Linked DNA regions of Mus musculus: region 1 is linked to region 2. A link is a contact called in public Hi-C data. All regions are on one chromosome and are shown on one strand. Each heading gives the region's core, a stretch centred on a gene start, on an enhancer-like site or on the middle of the called end of the contact. The rest is flanking DNA. Distances are from core to core; before and after follow the strand shown. Region 1 overlaps Rras2 (related RAS viral (r-ras) oncogene 2). Region 2 overlaps Pde3b (phosphodiesterase 3B, cGMP-inhibited).

Evidence for each region. Hi-C and Micro-C count contacts between places; a contact is called where the count stands out from the background.
Region 1: a Hi-C map of CD8 T cells shows a contact between it and region 2, with 2.6 times the contacts expected there. The contact joins two enhancer-like sites. A contact is called at or near these places in 7 of 484 Hi-C or Micro-C datasets (B cells, CD4 T cells, CD8 T cells and 1 more) and 3 of 115 datasets of contacts at active chromatin or transcription factors (large pre-B cells, microglia and regulatory T cell precursor).

Annotation. Positions count from the first base shown.
Region 1 is chr7:114,084,004-114,089,804 of GRCm38.p6, forward strand. The region is part of intron 1 of Rras2 (related RAS viral (r-ras) oncogene 2); the gene reads right to left. Among named protein-coding and RNA genes, the nearest start is that of Rras2, 31 kb to the right of the region's middle. Within about 2 kb of position 4,213, at least 66 of the 459 cell types and tissues checked have an H3K27ac peak or open chromatin away from gene starts, as enhancers often do. A contact at or near this core is called in B cells, CD8 T cells, natural killer cells and 1 more, where this site is marked.
Region 2 is chr7:114,475,844-114,481,818 of GRCm38.p6, forward strand. The region is part of intron 1 of Pde3b (phosphodiesterase 3B, cGMP-inhibited); the gene reads left to right. Among named protein-coding and RNA genes, the nearest start is that of Pde3b, 64 kb to the left of the region's middle. Within about 2 kb of position 4,653, at least 128 of the 459 cell types and tissues checked have an H3K27ac peak or open chromatin away from gene starts, as enhancers often do. A contact at or near this core is called in B cells, CD8 T cells, natural killer cells and 1 more, where this site is marked.

The sequences.
Region 1 (5,801 bases), core at 2,963-5,462, 390 kb before region 2:
TTTACATATCAACTAAGCCCTCAGTTTAGAAGTAACAGTGAAGAAGTGCAGGAAAGCAAGAGAGACCAAAACATTAGCAGGTCTTATCAAAGACCAATGATAGTCCACATTTCCCTTTAATTGTATCTTTTAATATATTTATATATGCACATGTGTGCACAGCACTTAGATGGCATCACCAGTAGATGCAGAGGGGCTGGAGAGATGGCTCGGTGGTTAAGGTGTGCTCTGGCAGAGGACCTGAGTTTGATTCCTGGCACCCACAGGGCAGCTCACAACCATCTGTAACTACAGTTCCAGGGGGTTCGGGGAAGTAAGGGGTGGGGATGAAGGAGGTGGGACATGCTTTTAATACCAGCAATTCAGGAGGTGAAACCGACTATGGCTAGACTAGTCTACAGCGTGAGTTCCAGGAAAGCCAGAGAAACCCTGTCTTGAAAAAAAGGTCCTCTTCTGGCCTCTTTGGACACCTGGCTCACACATGGTATGACAGACAAAACATTCATATACATAATCTAAAAAAAAAAATTGCAAGGCATGGTGGCTTATAACTACTCTAGAGGTAGAAGTAGGCAAATATCTGAATAAGGCCAGCCTGGTGGTCTATACAGAGTTCTAGAACAGTTACGGCTACACAGGAACACACCATCTCAAAAGGAAGGAAGGAAGGAAGGAAGGAGGGAGGGAGGGAGGGAGGGGAAGAGAAGAGAAGAGAAGAGAAGAGAAGAGAAGAGAAGAGAAGAGAAGAGAAGAGAAGAGAAGAGAAGAGGAGAGGAGAGGAAAGAAAAGAGAAAAAGTAGGAGGAAGAGTAACTCTCTTACAGTGGAAAAAGCTAAAACTACAATAAGCAAAAGCTTGATTTTTCTGCCAAATAAAATCTCTGAATGCATTTCAACTTTTTTTTACGATATCTAGTTTATTTTATTTATATATGAGAGTTGTGTTCTTCCTGTTTGTACCTGCATGAGGTGTCACATCTCCTTGATGGATCCTTGTCACGGAGGTGTGGGAACCAAGCTTGGGTTCCCTGGAACCCAAGACCACCAAGGAGCCTCTCCAGCTTCTCTGAAAGCAGTTTTAAATAGCCATGTTTTTGATAAGAACATAAATTTTACCAGCCAGAGGTTAAATGTTTATACTACAGTCCTATGTAGGTATGGTTATTCAAAACTGCAATGCCAAGTCTGGTGACTCACAAAGACTGCCTAGGTTTTATAGTGAGACCCTTTCTCAAAAGCAAAACAACTAAAACCATAAACATCCCACACATTAAACACGAGCTATGCACAATGGCTTCCTCCAAATAAATAAATAAATAAATAAATAAAGCAGTGGGCAGGGGGGGTCCTCAGGATTCACAGACAAATATGGCCGCCAGTCAGAGTCAACTCCAGCAGTCATGATGGCCGCCAGTCAGAGTCAACTCCAGCAGTCATGAAGCACACACCAGTTTGCACCCTGGGTATGACATAATGAAACCAGTGCTTTAGCTCTGCATCTCTCTTCCAACCCCCATAACCCTAGGCTTGCCGTGAGAAAAGAGTCAGGGCCAGCCAAACAAAGGTAAGCCACCCAGGAGGAGTCCAAGAAGACATGGATGGGGGTGCAGTGTGTTACCCTGGTGGGACCCAGACAGAAAAGGCATTAGATAAAAACCACAGAAATCTGAATGAAGATACTTAGAAATTTTATATAGTATTTTTTCAGGCTTTCTGTAAATCTAAAGTTCTTAATAATGATAAAAATAATAACAACAATATTCTCCAGTACTGCGGAGGCTGAGGCAGGGTGACAGGGAGTTTCAGGTCAGCCAGAACTCCACAACATGATCCTGTTTCAAAACGCAAGGTCTAGGGATACGGCTCAATGGCAGAGCACCTGCCCGTGGCAAGCACCATTTATTTGTTTTTAATTGTGTGGTAGTCATCTCTAGACAAATACTAATTCAGATTCTAGACAGTACTTTTCTAATCATTCACATTGTCAAAGTTAATTTAAGAAAAACACACAGTAGTTTCTCTCAATGCTAAGATTAAATCTAAGATTTGGGGTACATGAGGTCAAGTTAAAAAGAGACCAACTCCACCTATTCAAGTAAACACTTGGCTCACTGTGATCCGGGTGTGAAAACCAAAAGCCTCACAATCGCACAGCTATTTATAATAAGAGGTTACATTTAAATTTCACAAACAACATGGTTCTGAAGACACTACTAAAGCAGAAGGCGCATCCACAACTGTATCAGAAGCTCAGTGAGGAAGTCTGGCCCTGTGTGCACCATCAAGGACTAAGTCTTATGCCCCAAACATGGTTCCCCTGGCTTCCTCATTTACATACTAGCTCCATGCAATAAGCAAAAGACGATAAACATTCTCAGCATATCAAAAAGATAGGAGATGAGACTTTCAGAAGGGGGGGCAGGGGACAACTAACCTCCCCTTTACTGACTGGGACTCACCAAGTGTTCAGCTCCAGCCTGGAAAATTTCACACTGCAGTTCAACGAAAGCAGAGCTCACTAGAGACAACAAAATAAACAAGGACTCCCTCGCTCTCAAGGAGTCTCCCTTGAGGAGGCAAAAAAGGAAGAGGAAGGTGTGTCTTGGAGTGGAGGACATTTGAGTGTTGTTATAGTGGGTTCAGCACAAAGTCCTGCAGAAGCATCTATGAGACATGGGGGAGGGATCCCACAGTCTTCATCATCTCAATGAACAACAAAAACAAAAGACTCAAACTGTAAACGCCTAAAGCAGGGTGACGAGCCCACAGCTGTGATCTAGGTGCTTGGAGGCGGGAGGAGCAGGTGGTCAAGGGCTGGAGAGAGGGCTGAGATTAACTAAGAACTCTGCTCTGCCACAGGGTAGGGGGTTGGTTCCCAGCACCCACTTAGGGCAGCTCACGGCCACCTGCAACTAGCTCCAGAGACTCTGAAGCTCCCTTTTGACCAGGACAGGTATCCCCCAGTGCAGACACGCAGGCATAGAAGTTAGGGACCCCATCCAAAGCCAGGAAGCTAATGGCTACTGGAACTGAATGGCCCCCAAACCTGCCCCCGCCCCCAGCAGCCACCTTCAGAAATATAATGCTGCAAGCAGGGCAGTGCACTTGTGTGGTCCCAGCACTCGGAGCAGAGGCAGGAAAACTGCCCCAAGTTCAAGCCCTAGGTTTAACCAGGGCTCACAGTGAGCCCCAGCCTCAACAGAGGGAGGCAAAGGGGGAAGATGGGAGAGAGGGGAGAAGGGAGAGTGGGGGGAAGGGAGAGAGGGGAGAGAGGGGAAAGAGGGGAGAAAGGGAAGAGAGGAGAGGGGGGAAGAGAGGGGGCAGAGGGGAGAGAGGAAAAGAGAGAAGACAGGGGAGAGAGGGAAAGGGGGAGACAGGGACAGAGGGAAAAAGAGAGAAGACGGGAGACAGGAGGGAAGGAACGAAACACTTCTACTTTCTTCATACGTGTGGAGTAAATGTTCAGATTTTTTCAAGAGTTTCTCCCACACACTCAGTCAACCCTGGCATTTGGCAATGACGCCAAGCTGGCAAGCAGGCAGAGGATGTCCTAGGTCTGGGGGCAGAGCCTCACTCTCTCCTACAACTGCAGATAACAACGGTACCTTAGCCACGAATAATGAAGGATTTCTTCTCCTTGCCCAAGGAGGAGATTTTCAACACATTTATCTCATTCCTGGTATTGAAGTGATCAAAGGCTGGGAACCTCCTGAGGAGCTTTGTAGTAGAGGGACATAAAATGGGTTTTATTTTTCAGAGTTAAAGAAAATAGCTATGTGTGATCAAAACAGCCAAAACCTTCAAAAATAAACCAGCGAAAAGAATCCCACGTGACATTATGAAAAGGATTAGTTCCCTTGACCACAATGTGAGGATCTAAAATTCAGACCTTCATCAACAAGGAGCTGCCCACCCAAAGGGAAAAGGAGCTTGCTGAATAAATGATCTCAAAGAAGACTTAAAAGCTACTAAACAACACGCCTGCAGTCGCAGGTCTACCGTGGGCTAACCATCGTGAAAATGTTTAAACAATAAGGAACGATACCAGAAAAAAAGTCAGTGCGAAGAGTGCAAAGATCAAAGGTTTTCTTCCTGCGTGATTCAATTTGTTTATTTAAGTTGTAGACTGCCCACCCACCACACCCCACAAAAAAGTCGGGTTCACTTGAGGGCTTCACCCTCCTGCTGTTTCCTTTGCAGTGAGGCTGCAGGCACAGGCTGTAATCTGTTCATTGAGCAGAAAGCAACTGAGTGAGACACAAGCGCCTCTGGCACCCCGTGAAACCACAAGAGAGCAGATTCTAGTTTTCCCATGTTCTAACACATCTTTTCAAAGCTGTTTTTCTTCAAGGGCAATACACTTGTCTAGAGTCACGCGATTGGTACCAAAAGCCAAAGGCCAATTGACACTGAAGGCTATAAATTAATCAAAACAAAGATTTTAAAGAGACCTCTGTGTGTGTGTGCCTCATTTACACACACGTTTCTTTAGTGAATTTCAATCTATAAACAAAATAAAAGCACCAGACGCACTTTCCTACAGAAACACGAGCAGTCTTCAGCGCTAAAGTAGACATCAAAAGATTCCTTCACCAGCTTTTTGTTGCTCTTAGGAAAAGTTATCAACTTCGCTAACAGTGAAATGAAGTAAAAAGCCCTCTGGAGAAACTTTTCCAAAACACTTATCAGGAAAAAGAAAATACAAAATAAATTGATTTCAAAGTTCTTTCTTCACAACCTTTACAGCCACAGACAGAGTCATGAAAAGTAGCATGCTGTGGACTAGAGAGATGGCTGCCCCTGGGAACTCCATTTCCAAAGGATTTGGTGCCTTCTTCTGGCCAGAGGACACTTGTACACATACATACATGCGGACAAAACATTCACACACATAAAATACAAATAAATAAATCTAAAAATAAATAGATGTAAAGAAAAAAATAAAGATGTCTGATCTAAAAAGGGAAAGAACTGTAAGCGCAAGTTGACCTCTGTAAGAATATAAGCAACACAAAGATAAAGGTAGACTGCAAACAAGTAGCTTATTGTACTTCTGGTCCCTGGGGAGTGTCAGTCACCCACATGACTCCTGCCACTGACAGGACCCAGGGCAAAGTTTAGGATAGAGGTGGGACTCTACAAGGGTAGCACTAAGGAAAGCGTCTTTCCTTAGACTCACACCTTAAGGAGTGATCAAGGGGCTGGGAACACAGCCAGGGTGATACTGTTTGCCCAGTGAGGATCGACTGCTGAACTGAATTGGAGATTCACTGTCGAAACTGAATGAGACATGGCGGTGGACAACTCTTCAAACTGTGGGAGCCTGGACGACAAGACTCTGTCCCCACAAAATCTAAGAGTCTGAAGGTCTGCAGTCCCTGCACCACATTGGGGTGCAGCCTAATCCACCACAGGTCCTGCTTTATGTATGAATGCCACCCAGGAGCAACAGCCATAGGGGAGATGAAGCCTCTGCCTTCAAGAGCCACTGTAACCTTTTCTCCTCGTTGTAAAGGATCCTTCTTCGGGTTGCAAGGCTTTTCTGATTTTTGTCTCTCACTTACTCTCTGACCCTTTCCTCAGTGGCTTCCCCGTGTTTTCTTACACACACACACACACACACACACACACACACACACAGAGAGAGAGAGACACACACAGCCCTGCCTCCGATGTGAGCTCACCCTTGCATAGGGAAAAAGAGTAAAGATCTGGAAATGTCTTAGGGGTCCTCCTGAACCCAGCAAGGAGTATCAGACTGATAAAAGCACACACTTAGAGCACTTGAGAGGCAGAGGCAGA
Region 2 (5,975 bases), core at 3,403-5,902:
TGCAAGTCCAATGGGCCTCTCTTTCCAGTGATGGCCTACTAGGCCATCTTTTGATACATATGCAGCTAGAGTCAAGAGCTCCAGGGTACTGGTTAGTTCATAATGTTGTTGCACCTACAGGGTTGCAGATCTCTTTAGCTCCTTGGATACTTTCTCTAGCTCCTCCATTGGGGACCCTGTGATCCATCCAATAGCTGACTGTGAGCATCCACTTCTGTGTTTGCTAGGCCCCGGCCTAGTCTCACAAGAGACAGCTATATCAGGGTCCTTTCTGCAAACACTTGCTAGTGTATGCAATGGTGTCATCATTTGGAGGCTAATTATGGGATGGATCCCTGGATATGGCAGTCTCTAGATGGTCCATCCCTTTGTCTCAGCTCCAAACTTTGTCTCTGTAACTCCTTCCATGGGTGATTGTTTCCAATTCTAAGAAGGGACAGAGTGTCCACACTTTGGTCTTCGTTCTTCTTCAGTTTCATGTGTTTTACAAATTGTCTCTTATATCTCGGGTATACTAAGTTTTTGGGCTAATATCCACTTATCAGTGAGTACATATCATTTGAGTTCTTTTGTGATTGTGTTACCTCACTCAGGATGATGCCCTCCAGGTCCAACCATTTGCCTAGGAATTTCATAAATTCATTCTTTTTAATAGCTGAGTAGTACTCCATTGTGTAAATGTACCACATTTTTTTGTATCCATTCCTCTGTTGAGGGGCATCTGGGTTCTTTCCAGCTTCTGGCTATTATAAATAAGGCTGCTATGAACATAGTGGAGCATGTGTCCTTCTTACCGGTTGGGACATCTTCTGGATATATGCCTAGGAGAGGTATTGCTGGATCCTCCGGTAGTACTATGTCCAATTTTCTGAGGAACCGCCAGACTGATTTCCAGAGTTCAACCCAGTTTCTTATCATTATTTTCTTATTGAATTTGAAGGGTTTTAAAAAGTTTTATAATTGAAAGAATATATGCTTATTGTGTTACTGTATTTCTTTTAAATGTATAGATGAATTAATGAGAGTGAAGAAATAGGAAGGAGAGAGTAAAAACCAAGGGAAGAAAGGTGTGTGTGTATGTGTGTGTGTGTGTGTGTATAGGATGCATCAGATGCCAAATACGCTTTCATTGCCTGACAAATTTTCATTAGTTTGGAAAACTTATCAGGTAACTGTTTGGTTAAGAAGGTGAATTGATATAATTATAAATTTATGTATTTTTTTGTAGAAGGTTTGTCTGACCTATGAAGAAATAGTTCTTTTGTTTACTTGAATGATGGTCTATACTCAGACTTTTCATTTGAGTAAGGATAGGCAGAGTTATAAAGACAAGGAAGATCAATTTCTTTGGTCTTTGTTTTATTTATTTGCAAAGTGATGTTATTGTATAAAGTGAGGAGGATTGTAAAAGGAGAATCACACGTTGTTGAAAATGAAGTGAGGTAAAAAAAATATGGTTAATGGTATTGTTAAATGTGAAAAATTAGTATGGGAATGGAAAACCAGACATATCTAGATTGAATTAGAGTGAAGTGGGAAAGGAGAGAGGAAATTTTAAAGTTATTTGTTCATTTGACAAGTTAATTCATCAAAATTTCATCATAAGCATCATAAATCATAAACAACAATCCTGATTCTGGTTTCATGATTACTAATGTTGAGTATGTAAATCTCTCTCTCTTCCTCCCTCTCCCCCACATTGTGTTTGTATGCTTGCGCCCTAGCACAATGAACATGCTATAGTTGCCAGAATTGGTTCATTTCTTCTCTTTGAGCTCAGTCTTTTTAAAATAGAAATCAGATACAAATTTGAGGACATAAAAAAACATTGATAAGCATATCTGTTCACAATATTGTCTCTTTCAAATTCATGGCCTCAGTAATATTTAGATGTTACCTACAGTTCTTTCTATCCTGTGTCTACAAATGGAAACCTACCAGTCTTTCTGTTTCTGGTTTGTATCTGGCATTGATAATTCCTGTGCTCAAGAGGGCAGACTGTAAAAGGTTATCATTTTGCAGTTGAATCCTTATAGGGAACTACTGATCCCCCCCCCCCCCCCCCCAAGACACACACAGAGGAGTGTGCTGCTCTTTTGTACTGCTTTTGGGCAGAGATTACAGATATCAAAAGATACACATATCAAGACACTATCAGCAGAATTCCTAAGAAAAAGGACTTCTAGAAGATAACACATTTGTATTTGGTGGGTTTATCTCCCCTTCTGTAGGGATATGATTATTTTACCCACAAGTCCAGTGGTTTTGGTTTATCAGTCTTCAGGAAATCAGAACAGAAACGCATGTTAGATGTTTTGTTAAGCACTAATAACCCAGGGCAGCTTATTCCTTTGCTTTACTTGATTGTTTTGAGCTGTTTATAGATCTTTTAGTTGGGTGCATTGTTCAGAATCGCTACAGTGGCTTCCTTAATCTGTAGGTACCAGATATCAGTGGATGTTGTAACTATGTACTGTTATAGAGACCCTGGGTTATAACAATAGAATGACTAAATTATTGTATGAATACATGGAACAACTTTTATTAATAAAAGCCACCAATCTAGATAGATGATTTAAAAAATTTAAAATGTCTTAGCCGGGCAATGGTGGTGCACGCCTTTAATCCCAGCACTCAGGAGGCAGAGGCAGGCGGATTTCTGAGTTCGAGGCCAGCCTGGTCTACAAAGTGAGATCCAGGACAGCCAGGGCTATACAGAGAAACCCTGTCTTGAAAAACAAAAACAAAACAAAAAAAGTCTTAATTTTTAAAAAGCATAAATTAAAAAACATAAATCATCAACTATTTAGCATAGTAGAAGATAATGAAATCAGAGGAAACAAACCCAACTTCATATTCTGTTACTTTGCAATGACAGAAAAAAACTTAGTTATGATAGCCTGGCATAACTTAGGGACCCAGTATAAAACAGAATTCCATCAAAATAGTTCAAATAATAATGTTTTAATAAAAAATATTCTAGATAATAAAAGCAGTTAAGAATATGGCTAAGAGAAGGCTAGAGACTTGCAACAGTAGAAAGCACCTTACCTGTGACTTGAAGAACAGGCGTTTTCAAAGTTCAGTCATCACCGAAGCTGATGAATCCTCTGAAAACTTGCAGTCTGGAGGACCAAATCGTTGCTGGAGGAGTGGTATGCAGATCCAGGGAAGCAGAATAGAGGAATTAACCTGTTTTACCTTTGAATACACTCTAGTTTCCTGCTGTTGACTCCTGCTGTGTAAGTTAAGTGTAAGCAGAAACCAGCTGCACACAGTTTAGCTGACACAGAGTATAGGGCTTAACTCCCTTATGTTTCAAAGGAGAACAAAAAATGGGCCTAGGAGGCTAAAGCAGAGATGTCCTCTATACCACTGCATGCCTCCTCTTCTCATACACGAAGCCAGGCTCGTATGTCAAGTTGCTGTGCTTTTTACATGCTTTGCTAAGCAGTGGGCACGTTGTTAGCACACAGCAGTAAACTGTTAAGTATAAGATGGTATTTCCTAATGGCTAACAATTCCTAAAGCACTAGAATTAAATCTAAAGTATGGCTAGTCATATGATTTTGTGATGTGTACTTCTTCATATGTGAAATGGAGAAGGCCCAGAATTACAGGAATATGGGTAATTATAGTAAATTAATATTGTATGTAGTCAGAGTCACCATAAACATCATCCTAGTAGTTGATTAGTAGGAATAATAGAAAAACAATAGTGTAATAGTAGGCTCTTCCCTGTCTCTGTCCCTCACAGACCCCTTCTCCTCCTGTTTTAGATTTCCTGAACGGGGTTCTTTTTTTCTTTCAAATTTTGTTCATGTATTAGAGTCTATTATAAACTACAACTGTAGTTTAACATTTTTATCTACCCTTTTATGTTTTTATGTTCAGTAAACACCAAGTTAAATGATGGTCTCCACTGGACACAGAATTAGAAAAATTGGAAGTACTGAAATTTGTTCAGTTTCAGTAGCACAGATGTGAAGAAGCTCAAGAACTAAGAACACAGCACGTTTCACAGTTCACACGGGAATGCACCACAGCACACAGTCTTTTAACTTTGACATGAGTGTTGCAGTTCTGTTTTTGAGGATGCATATATGTTTTTCTTTTGGGCCGCATAGAGAAAAATGAAGTAAAACCTCATTGACGTAATTGAACTTGATAACATCTCCTGGTTGTGCTGCTGATGATTCACTGTGGTTTTGGTGGTTTTGTAGAACTCTGTAAAGCATGTTAGACTTATAAACATATTCAAACAGAAACTTTTATCAGGATTCAACTTTTAGCCACAAAGAAAAGATGAATTTAAATAAAAGCAGCCTTGGGTACAACTTTATCAAACCAACTAAAAATTTTTAAAAGAATATACATTTCATATGTAACCTAGAAAAAGCAGTAGTGTTTTAAAATTAGCGTCAGTGTGTAAGCCATAGTTTGTGAAAAGACTCGGTCATTTCAGATAATGCAGTCGTTCAGAGTACTGTCGTTTTGAGGGACATAGTCATAAATATGTAAGCACATTCTCTATAGTCACTGGGATGCTTTTATTGTGATTCACAGTTCAGCTTTACTCTTCTCTTAATGTTGGTCTAGTGGTATGGGAGTTGAAGTTTAGTTGTCTCAGCCTTGCTAACATGAAAAGTATTCATGCAGAGTAGTGACTGTCTACCTGGAAGCAAGATTTCAGTAGACCTGCATACTATATAGGAGAAGTAAATACTTAGACCAAATACTTGAAAACATTAAATTATACTTGCCATGCATTGTGCACTCTGTATGTCTGATAGCCTCCCACCACTTTTAGGTAAATTTTTAAAAATAAATTTTTACTACTTTAATAAATTATAAACAACCTCTTTTTGTGTTTTTGTTTCAACAACCTCTTTTTGTAGTAACAAAGGTATTTCGTTATAAGAAGTAAATAAGTTACATGTTTTGGGTTCATTTATATTTAATCCCTTTCTGCTTCGTTTAAATGAGACCATAAAACCACAGTTAGACAGGGGAGGCAGGCATTGCTCATTACTGTTGGTTCTATACATTCATGGACATTGAAATTATAAACATTTTCACTAATGTCTACTTTCTGCTTGTGCTAGTTATTAATTTCATGAGACATATCATATTTAACTTTTGAGAAATAGAATTATTTCATATTTTGTTTAAATTATTTTAGTAGTTTGCTCCATTTTCTAAAGCATAATAAAAAGATAATCTATAGCCAAAATTGTGTTTACATTTGTGCTGTTTATATTGAATCTTGCTCATCATGTTTGAAATGCCAGTTGTTTTCTGCAAGTAAAAGCTTTGGGTAGCTGGGCATGATGACACAACCTGTAATAATCCTAGCTCTTGAGAGGTGGAGTGAGGAAGATCAGAAATTCAAGAATTTGAGGCCAACTTGGTCTGCTCTGCATGGCCATATCTCACACTCACCTAATGAAAAGCAGCATGCAGGTCAGTGTGCCACATTTATTTCTTATTGAAGATGTTTGCTTTTCAGATAACTGATACTGTCTAGGAACATTCCTGATTCTAACACACATTTTCAAGTCGATGCTAAAGTTTACAAAACAATGACTAAAGAGGAACAAGCCAGCTTTTACAACATGGATATTTTGTGATGAACATATAGAAAGTTAGCTGCTGATCTTCTGTGTGTGGATTATACTTTTCCAAGGGATGGCTTCTTCTTAGAATCACCAGAGAAGTAACATTTCTGCACAATTACTCCTTTGCTTGTGCACTTTTTCTATTTTGTGGTGTCTTGAGCTGTCACATGATCCATTCATTTTTTTCTCTTTCTTTCAGCATAATGTTGCTGCTCCTTGTGTCTAGTGTTTTAAATCTGTCAGCAATGGTTTGTCTTTTTCATGCTTTCGCAGAGAGGATTTCACAATCTGAGTGGTGCCGTGATAGGTTTTTTTTTTTTTTAAATTCAGAATAAAAATCCTTTGTTTCATCTGTGA